3 separate regions of the Sus scrofa genome follow, and all the other regions are linked to region 3. A link is a contact called in public Hi-C data. All regions are on one chromosome and are shown on one strand. Each heading gives the region's core, a stretch centred on a gene start, on an enhancer-like site or on the middle of the called end of the contact. The rest is flanking DNA. Distances are from core to core; before and after follow the strand shown. Region 1 holds the start of SCAMP3 (secretory carrier membrane protein 3). Region 2 holds the start of MTX1 (metaxin 1). Region 3 holds the start of MSTO1 (misato 1, mitochondrial distribution and morphology regulator).

Region 1 (2,700 bases), core at 17-2,516, 320 kb before region 3:
AGCCTGGGAACCTCCATATGCCGTGGGAGCGGCCAAAGAAATGGCAAAAAGACAAAAAAAACAAAACAAAACAAAACAAAAAAACTGCCCTGAGCTGCTGCAGTGACAACACCAGATCCTTAACCTGCTGCAGCTGCAGCACGGGAGAGCTCCAGCTACCTCCTTAACTTCTGAAAACTCTTAGCATTTTCCATTCCCACGAGATAAACAGGTCTAGTCACTTTCGTTTCTTGCTTTCGAATTGTACACCTAAGCATAGATCGTTTTCTCCTCAACTCCAAACAGCCCCATCCCTTTTCATCTCTAAAGAAGCCTCCCTAGACAGAGCCTTGGTTCAGGCACTAAGAGACTCCAGGTTCTTTCTCCCAGGACCGATATTTAGAGCTCAAACCACATGGATCTTTGGTCTTGGTGTCTTTAGAAGGTTCAGACATCCCATGGAAGACTGGCTTCTCAGGGAGCTAAGATCACCCTGCTTCTTCCTTCCTTCGCGTGCAAACAAGTCCACTGTACCCCAACAGAGTGGACTTGTTGGCATACCCTAATCTTCCTGGCCCTCCTGTGCTCTTCAGAATCTCACCTCCCGGGTCTCAAAAGGGTTGTAGACGTCAAGCGTGGCATACTGCGGGCTGGGTCGGTGCTGGATCACAGCTGGGTCCTGTGGGCAGAGATCTGGGGCTCAGCTGGCACCTGGTGCCTCTGGAGGAACTCACAGGAGCCTCTTCTCAATTGCCTGTGGCTGCAAGGACTGCAGCTTGGAGGCCACGTTGTTGTCCCAGTATCTGCTCCCAATCCTTCACCCCACACTGCCAGTACCAGCTCCTTATCGGGGGCAGGGCCCGCCCCCCAGGTGCTCACTGATCGTCACTCCCACGTGGCGGCCCTTGCTCAGATCAAATGTCAAGAATGGGAATACAAGTTAGCCCGACCCTCTAGAACCGAGAAGTCCCCCAGGATGCCCCAAGGAGGCCGGCGCAAGTCACCTGAAAGGGGTTGTCAAGCTCGCCGGGCTCGGCGAAGGGGTTTCCACCATCTCTGCTTTGAGCCATGTTTGCAACCGCGGCCCGGGCCGCCCCCTGCCCTCCACGCCCCTGCCGCGGCAGTGGCGGCGGCCGTGGCTCTCAAGAGCTCCCTCCGCTCCGCTCCTCTCGGTCCGCCCCGCTTCTCTGTGCACGGATTGGCTGTACCGACCGGAAGGGTCACAAGGATCCCCGCAGCAGCCGCGAGTTGCGCCTGCGTCTCGGCTAAAAGCAAAGAAGGAAGTGCCCCACGTGACAACTCTCGTTGCCGGTAGCCAAGTACCGCCCCTACGTCATGTGACGTCCCTCAACTAATGAACTACACCTCCCAGCGGGCCTAGCGTCAGAACCTGAGTCTATCCTAGCCTTGGGAGAGTTGCGACGGGAGACCTACCCGCCGGTGGTGGTGGAGGTGGCGGCGGCCGCCTGCCAGGAGCTCTATTGAGTAAGTTTTAAATCTGGATTTCTGGCTCTATCCTGGGGCCCGGCCTAACAGCTATAGTAATCGGAACTTCTTTCCCAACTCGTCATTCCAGATCAAAGTGCTTCATTAGCCCTTCATTCTAACCAAGAAATCTTACCTTACTCATTACTACTCTCCTGAGACAGACTGGGCAGATAAACTGGCAGCCTATGATTAATGTCGCAGGGTAAGATGGGACTCCCTTTGTTGACAATCCCTCCACCCCAGCATCCCCCCAAACCTCAAACTCCAGGGAGGGGGGTCCGATGAAGCACGTCATTTTATTTCACAAAGACTGTACAAAATTCCTTATAAAACATGGGATTGATGCCACCTGGTTACCTCATTCTGCCCCCATCCAACTCAACTGTGAAGGGGCAGGTGAGGGCGGGAAGAGTGTGAGATGGGACAGCATTATGTACAAGGCAGGGGTTGAAGCAATAGGTATTAAGTTCTTTCATATTTACACTATTTCACATATTCACAGGTACACACGGAGCCAGGAGGAAGGAGTGGGCTCCGGTTCTGTTCTCTTGTATAAAAAAGCACCAGTGTCCTGGACTGGACACCCACTGCTGTCAGAAACGCAGGGGGGCCCAGGGCCTGATCGTCACCGACTGATATCCCGACTGGAGTCCCACAACTTGGCGTTAGGTGGCTCAGCCCGAAGGCGGGCGAAGAAAGGGTGCTGAAGGGCTTCACCCAAGGTCAGCCGCTTAGCAGGTTCATATTCTAGCATGCTTTCAATCAGATCGAAGAGCTGGTGGTGTTCTTCTGCCTCTGAGGTCAGATACCGCTGGTGGTGGAGGGCAGGAAAAAGGTGAGGCACGATGCCTTACAAACCCTGCCTTCTTCTTCAAGGCCCTGGCTTCCAATCCTGGAGGACCAAGGCTCTGCGGACAACCGTTACGAATGCTACCTAACCATGACCACACTGTAACCATTTCTGATGTTCTACCTTCCCACTAGCACCATTATTCCTTCATACTTTTTGAAAGTTCTACTTGTATATCCTTGTCAACTTCAGGAATCTTCTTTAGCTCCTCATTAAAAAGTAAGCTCTTCAAAGGTAGTTTATGCTTTTCTGTCTGACCTAAAGAATCCAGGACATTGCTTTCATCTCTGGTTGGCTCAAACATGGCTGTCTAACCTCATTCCCTCCATAAAACCACTCCCTCATCTCTCTTCTATCAACAAAAGATGTCTTCTTTCAGTTTT
Region 2 (2,700 bases), core at 111-2,610, 360 kb before region 3:
AGCCAGGGCCCCCCGAAGTTCCTGCGTCTCCATGCCGCTCAGCCGGCTCACTACCCCTGGCAGGCAGGCGGCTGGGAGGGGAAAAGGCTAGGCGGAGAGCAGGAGAGGGGGGCGGAGGGACTGGAGGGGGGGGCCGGCAGGCGGTGAGGGGGGGCTGAAACAAAGAGCTGCCAATCACCCTGGAGGCATCCTCAGCTCCGGGAACCAGGGGCACTGAGGAAGAGTCCTGGAGGCCTCCTTGCCTCGCGCCTCTCCCTAATGGTGCTCTCCCCCAGGTGCCTCCCTCTCCCCTGCATCTCGCTCTTGGGGGTTGCTACCGAATGCTACTGTCTTCTGGAAGCCACAGTTGGGGAAGGCAGGCAACTTTGGCAGGGGCAGTGCCAGACAGTGAGCATTATTCCACAGCTGGTACGAGAGAATTCCAAGGGAGTGGCTGAAACTAGCTTGCTATAGTGCCCAGGGGATGCCCACATGGCATGACGTTTGCTCCTCCGACAGAGCAAGTGCTCTTTATTAGGGTGATGGTCCCATGCCTTGTCCCTGTGCTTCCACTTTCCTTCATTACTAGGAAAACCTGGGAGTCTAGAAGAGTCTGGTGGAAACTGGAGGGAAAGTCTACAACAGTGGTCAGTGAGGCTGGAGTGAAGAAATAGGGAAAGGGACGCCAAGGACAGGAGGAGACCAGAGGACAGGCCAGGGGCCGGGGGGCAGACTGAGAACACTTGGGGGTACAGGCAGACAGGCCACGACCCGGATGAAACGGAGGGGCGCCTCGGTTCCCGTTGCCAAGGCAACAGTCCCAGAGCCCCACCTCCCCTCCCCCCACCCAGGCCCCAGCCCGGCCTAGCTTCGGCCTCCGCCACCGCCCCTGTTTTGTTTCCATGGCGACAGGAGGCGCGGGGCCGGCTCCAAACATAACGCGCTGTGGAAAACATGCGGCTCGGGGGACCCCCCCCGCAGCCCCCGCTCGGGGCCGAGCCCTGAGGGGGCCCGAAGCAGCCCAGACCTCTTGCAGATCTGTGAGGGCACCCAGAGCCTGCCCAGGAGCCCAAAGCCCCCTTCTGGGCCCGCTGAGCCTTCAGAGGCTCGGGGCTCCCCTCGGCCAAGGCTCCGGGACTCTCTTAGGCGCGCCGGGATGAAAGCCCTTCCCCCCTTCGCGAGCCGCCTGTGGATCGGACCGCTGCCGCCCTCCCCCGAAGCCTTCGGTTCCGCCCCACGCCGTCAGGCCGCCTTCTGGGCTGGGATAAGCAGCGCCTTCCCGAGGGCCTCCCCCCAGCTCCCCACTGTGAACAGTCGTAGGGGCGGGGGGCGGATCCGCGCGGAGGAGGGCTGAAGCGCAGGGGGAGGTGCTTCCGGGACAAAGGGCGGGCAAGATGGCGGCGCCCATGGAGCTGTTCTGCTGGTCAGGGGGCTGGGGGCTGCCGTCCGTGGACCTGGACAGTCTGGCCGTGCTGGTGAGGGGTGGCGCCAGCGCCCTCTGCTGCGCCCTGGAGGACTGGGGAGGGGGCTCGGACTAGCCAATCACCGGATTTTGCCAGGGCGCCTCAGCACGGGCGCATTGGGGGAAACTGAGGCAATCAAAGAGCGTGCCTGGCCAGTATGGACTCACATACCGTGTCCTTTGCCATTAGCAGCCTAGTTTTTGTTTGGCAATGGAACGGGTGCTGGTCAGAGGTTCAGGAGATGAGTTTTAGTTCTCGCATGTCCATTTATTGGCTGTGTGACCTTGGAGCGATCCCTTCTCTCTGGGCGCTGTTTTCTTCATCCGCTTGTTTACTGAGGCTGGACGATCTCAGAGTTCTCCGACTCCGCAGGTCTCTGCCTTCTCAACCTCCCTCCCTCCTCCTCCTCATTCAACAGCACTGACTGAGGTTATTGTTCATTGAACCAAAAAGCCCACAGCCAGGCTCTGTAGATAGAGCTTTGGAGTCAGACTAGTTCACTCATTCATTCACTCTTTCATTTAATAAGCATGTATTAGGCATCTTACAAATACCAAACATTGGCATGCAAAGATAAATAGCATGTGGTCCCTCCCCTGGTGGTGTTTACAGAAAGGTAGACATGTCAGCAAATAAGTGTAATAAAATGTTCTGGTGCTAAGTTATAAGTATGAACAGTCCATAGAGACTCCAAAGAAAGGCATGGTCAGTGCTTCCAAATGAGGTTAAGTGTTCACCGGGAAATGGCAGGAAAGAAGGTAGAGGAAAGGATTTTTCTGGCTGACTTGTAATCATGGACATGTCCATCATCTCTCTGAGCCCTGTGTTACCCACTGTAAAATGGGAACATAGGAGTTCCCGTTTGGCGGAGTGGTTAATGAATCCGACTAGGAACCATGAGGTTGTGGGTTCGATCCCTGGCCTCACTCAGTGGGTTAAGGATCCGGTGTTGCCGTGAGCTGTAGGTTGTCGACACAGCTCGGATCCCGAGTTGCTGTGGCTCTGGTGTAGGCCGGCGGCTACAGCTCCGATTTGACCCCTAGCCTGGGAACCTCCAGATGCCGAGGGAGCAGCCCAAGAAATGGCAGAAAGACAAAAAAAAAAAAAAAAGAACATAATGTCAACTTTTTTTTTTTTTTTTTTGGTAAGGCAATTATGAAGCATAGGGCATAACACAAAAGGTATTCAATAAATGTTATTTCTTTTCTTGATTCCCCTGTGGGGGCCATGTCCCTGGCCTCTCTGCCTTCTGCTTCCT
Region 3 (2,702 bases), core at 156-2,655:
GAGATATTTTTCAACACATATAATTGACAAAGGCCTTGTTTCCAGGATAAAGTACTTACTCCTACAAATGGATGAAAACAACCCAAAAGAAACATGGGCAAGAGGCCTGAGCATCCACTTCACAGAAGTATCCTGGAGTTCCCGTTGTGGCCTAGCAGTAATGAACCCGACTAGTATCCAAGAAGATTCAGGTTCAATCCCTGGTGTAGGTCAGCATCTGCAGCTCAGATTCCAACCTCAGCCTAGGAACTTCCATATGCCACAGGTGCCGCCTTAAAAAGGAAAAAAAAAAAAAAAAAGATATCTTGATGGCTGATATACAAAAAGGTGTTCTGAATATCACTAATAATCAAGAAAATTAAAACCCATATGATTAGGGCTAAAGTTTCTTTTTTTTTTTTTTTAAACCTCACCGATGCATACAGAAGTTCCTGGCCAGGGTGGGGGCTCAGCGGACTCCTAACCTACTGGGCCACAGCGGGAATTCTCTTTTAAAGGTTAGCAAGGTTATGGAACATCACCTGCAAACTCCCCTATACTGATGGTGAAAATGAAAATTAGAAAATTTAGAAAAGAATTTGGTGTTACTTCCCAAATCCAAACAGCCATCCTTATGACAGAACAATTACACTCCCAGGTATATATATATCCAATAGAAATGTGTGCTCAAGAATGTTAACTATAGCACCTAATAGCCCCAAATTGCAAACAATTCCAAAATCTATTAGCAGAGCAGATCTTTTGCGGTATATTCATACAAAGGACTATTCTGAAGCAATGAAAATGAACTACAAGTGTACAAAAAAACAATATTGAGCAAAAGGCAGACGCAAAAGAATAAGTACTCCGATTCACTTACATTAGATAGACAGACACCGCCAGTACACAGGGTGAGAAGTCAGGAAGGCTATGCCTTTTGGACCGGAAGGCGGGGAGAGTGTGTGAGGCTCTACTGGAAGTTTTCTGGCAAGGTTTTATTTTTCGCCTGAAGCACTATTAGCCAGCAGAATTCTCCTGTGAGAGAAGAGACAAAAGCCGCCAAAAGCCGGAAAGTGTAGGTAAGAGATTCTTCAGGGAACAGCGCCAGGGATCCAACAAGACCTGCAGAGATCACACGCGCGGAGGACTCTCCAGTATGGCGCAACGGACCCGGCGCCTACAATTTCCGGCCTGCGCCGTGGGGCACCGCCCCTCGACGACAAGGGTAAGCAGAACTGGTCCACACTAGGAAGAGGCGGGGCATGATGAGCGGTGTCTTTAAAGCCCAACGAATCATTTAGCCCATGGGAAAAGATGTGCTTTTGGACCAATAGGGAGCCAGGAATAAGGCCCCCGCCCACAAGCCGGCCGAGCCAATCGGCTAGGAGCAGCGAGTGGGCCGGCAGCTGCCCTGCTGCCGTGTGGAGCCGCGCGGCATGGCGGGCGGGGCCCGGGAGGTGCTCACTTTGCAGTTGGGACATTTTGCGGGTTTCGTGGGAGCGCACTGGTGGAATCAGCAGGTGAGGTCTCTGGGAGGCTGTTCAGCTGAGCCTTTCGGGGTTTCTAGCCCATCCTTCTGGCCTGTTCCTCTCGCCATCCCTGAGTCCAGTCTTTCCTCTGTGTCTCCGCAGGATGCTGCGCTGTGCAGGCCGACCGATGCTAAGGAGCCGCCAGGAGAGCTGTGTCCTGATGTCCTGTACCGTACCGGCCGGACGTTACACGGCCAAGAGACCTACACGCCGAGACTCATCCTCATGGATCTGAAGGGTGAGGCTGTGGCCGAGGTCGGGCAGTTCCCAATGTTTCCCTTCACGTGCGGAGTCTCCACCCTTCGTTGACTTCAAGATCCTCGACCCCGACTCTACTAGACTCAAGGACCAGAGATAAGGAGCCATAGGGAGAGATAACCACAGTATGCCAACACCGAGGGGGCGAAAGAACGCAAAACCCTTTTCTGTTCAAGAGCCATCTCTGGGATGGGCTACTATGCCTCTGGACATAGCGGCACTCCCGCAGGATCGCTGGATGTGGTCTTTGCCCAGGTCCCACCGCTAACAACTAAGCTGGGAAGAGAAGGACGGAATCTAGGTTCTCCAAGGCAAAAAAAAAAAAAAAAAAAAAATTTCAACACATGTATATTCAAGAAAGCTTGAAAGAGCCAAGTGCTGGAGTGATGGTGACAGCAGGTTGTCAGGTGACCAGACTAGCTGAAGGATGGGAGGGACTCGGCTTTACCTAACATTGCCTGTTATTTTTGTGCAGGTAGTCTGAGCTCCCTAAAACAAGAAGGTGGACTCTACAGAGACAAACAGCTAGATGCTGCAATAGCATGGTATTTGTGACATTTGTGATATTCTGAGAGGACCTGGAGAACTCAGGGACACTGTCACTTTGACCAATCTTCAATTTCTTTCAGGCAGGGAAAGCTCACCACACACAAAGAGGAACTCTATCCCAAGAACCCTTATCTCCAGGACCTGCTGGGTGCAGAGGTAAGGACCTCTGTCCTCAACGTTTAAACCCAGTGCTACAACCACAGTGCCTCCACTGGGACAGGAAAAAAAAAAAAAAAAAAAAGAATTTTAGTCATCTTAAAATGCCCTAAAATGGTATTTTGGGAAAAAGCCCTTTTTTCTCCTAAAGGACTATGACTATGTGAACAGAAAGGAGGCTTATGTTGTGACCAGCAAAGTGACGGGGGATAAGTCAACTTCTGCCTGAAA

Evidence for each region. Hi-C and Micro-C count contacts between places; a contact is called where the count stands out from the background.
Region 1: a contact with region 3 is called in a Hi-C map of liver, with 2.3 times the contacts expected there. The contact joins the promoter of SCAMP3 here to the promoter of MSTO1 in region 3. A contact is called at or near these places in 2 of 5 promoter capture datasets (fetal skeletal muscle and liver) and 2 of 47 Hi-C or Micro-C datasets (heart right ventricle and liver).
Region 2: a Hi-C map of liver shows a contact between it and region 3, with 2.3 times the contacts expected there. The contact joins the promoter of MTX1 here to the promoter of MSTO1 in region 3. A contact is called at or near these places in 1 of 5 promoter capture datasets (fetal skeletal muscle) and 2 of 47 Hi-C or Micro-C datasets (liver and mesenchymal stem cells).

The regions. Positions count from the first base shown.
Region 1 is chr4:94,569,129-94,571,828 of Sscrofa11.1, reverse strand. SCAMP3 (secretory carrier membrane protein 3) reads right to left here and starts at 1,266. Exons shown (of 9, transcript NM_001185169.1): 1 at 984-1,266; 2 at 581-658. The coding sequence starts at 1,049. CLK2 (dual specificity protein kinase CLK2) reads right to left here. Exons shown (of 12, transcript XM_021089727.1): 12 at 1,745-2,278. The coding sequence ends at 2,093.
Region 2 is chr4:94,610,099-94,612,798 of Sscrofa11.1, reverse strand. It overlaps MTX1 (metaxin 1), which reads left to right and starts at 1,360. Exons shown (of 8, transcript NM_001039750.1): 1 at 1,360-1,454. The coding sequence starts at 1,374. It overlaps THBS3 (thrombospondin-3), which reads right to left and starts at 97. Exons shown (of 23, transcript XM_013997018.2): 1 at 1-97. The coding sequence starts at 33.
Region 3 is chr4:94,251,269-94,253,970 of Sscrofa11.1, reverse strand. MSTO1 (misato 1, mitochondrial distribution and morphology regulator) reads left to right here and starts at 1,405. Exons shown (of 14, transcript NM_001244634.1): 1 at 1,405-1,499; 2 at 1,611-1,746; 3 at 2,242-2,311; 4 at 2,396-2,471. The coding sequence starts at 1,416. It overlaps LOC100525517 (a long non-coding RNA gene), which reads right to left and starts at 1,265. Exons shown (of 4, transcript XR_303111.3): 1 at 860-1,265.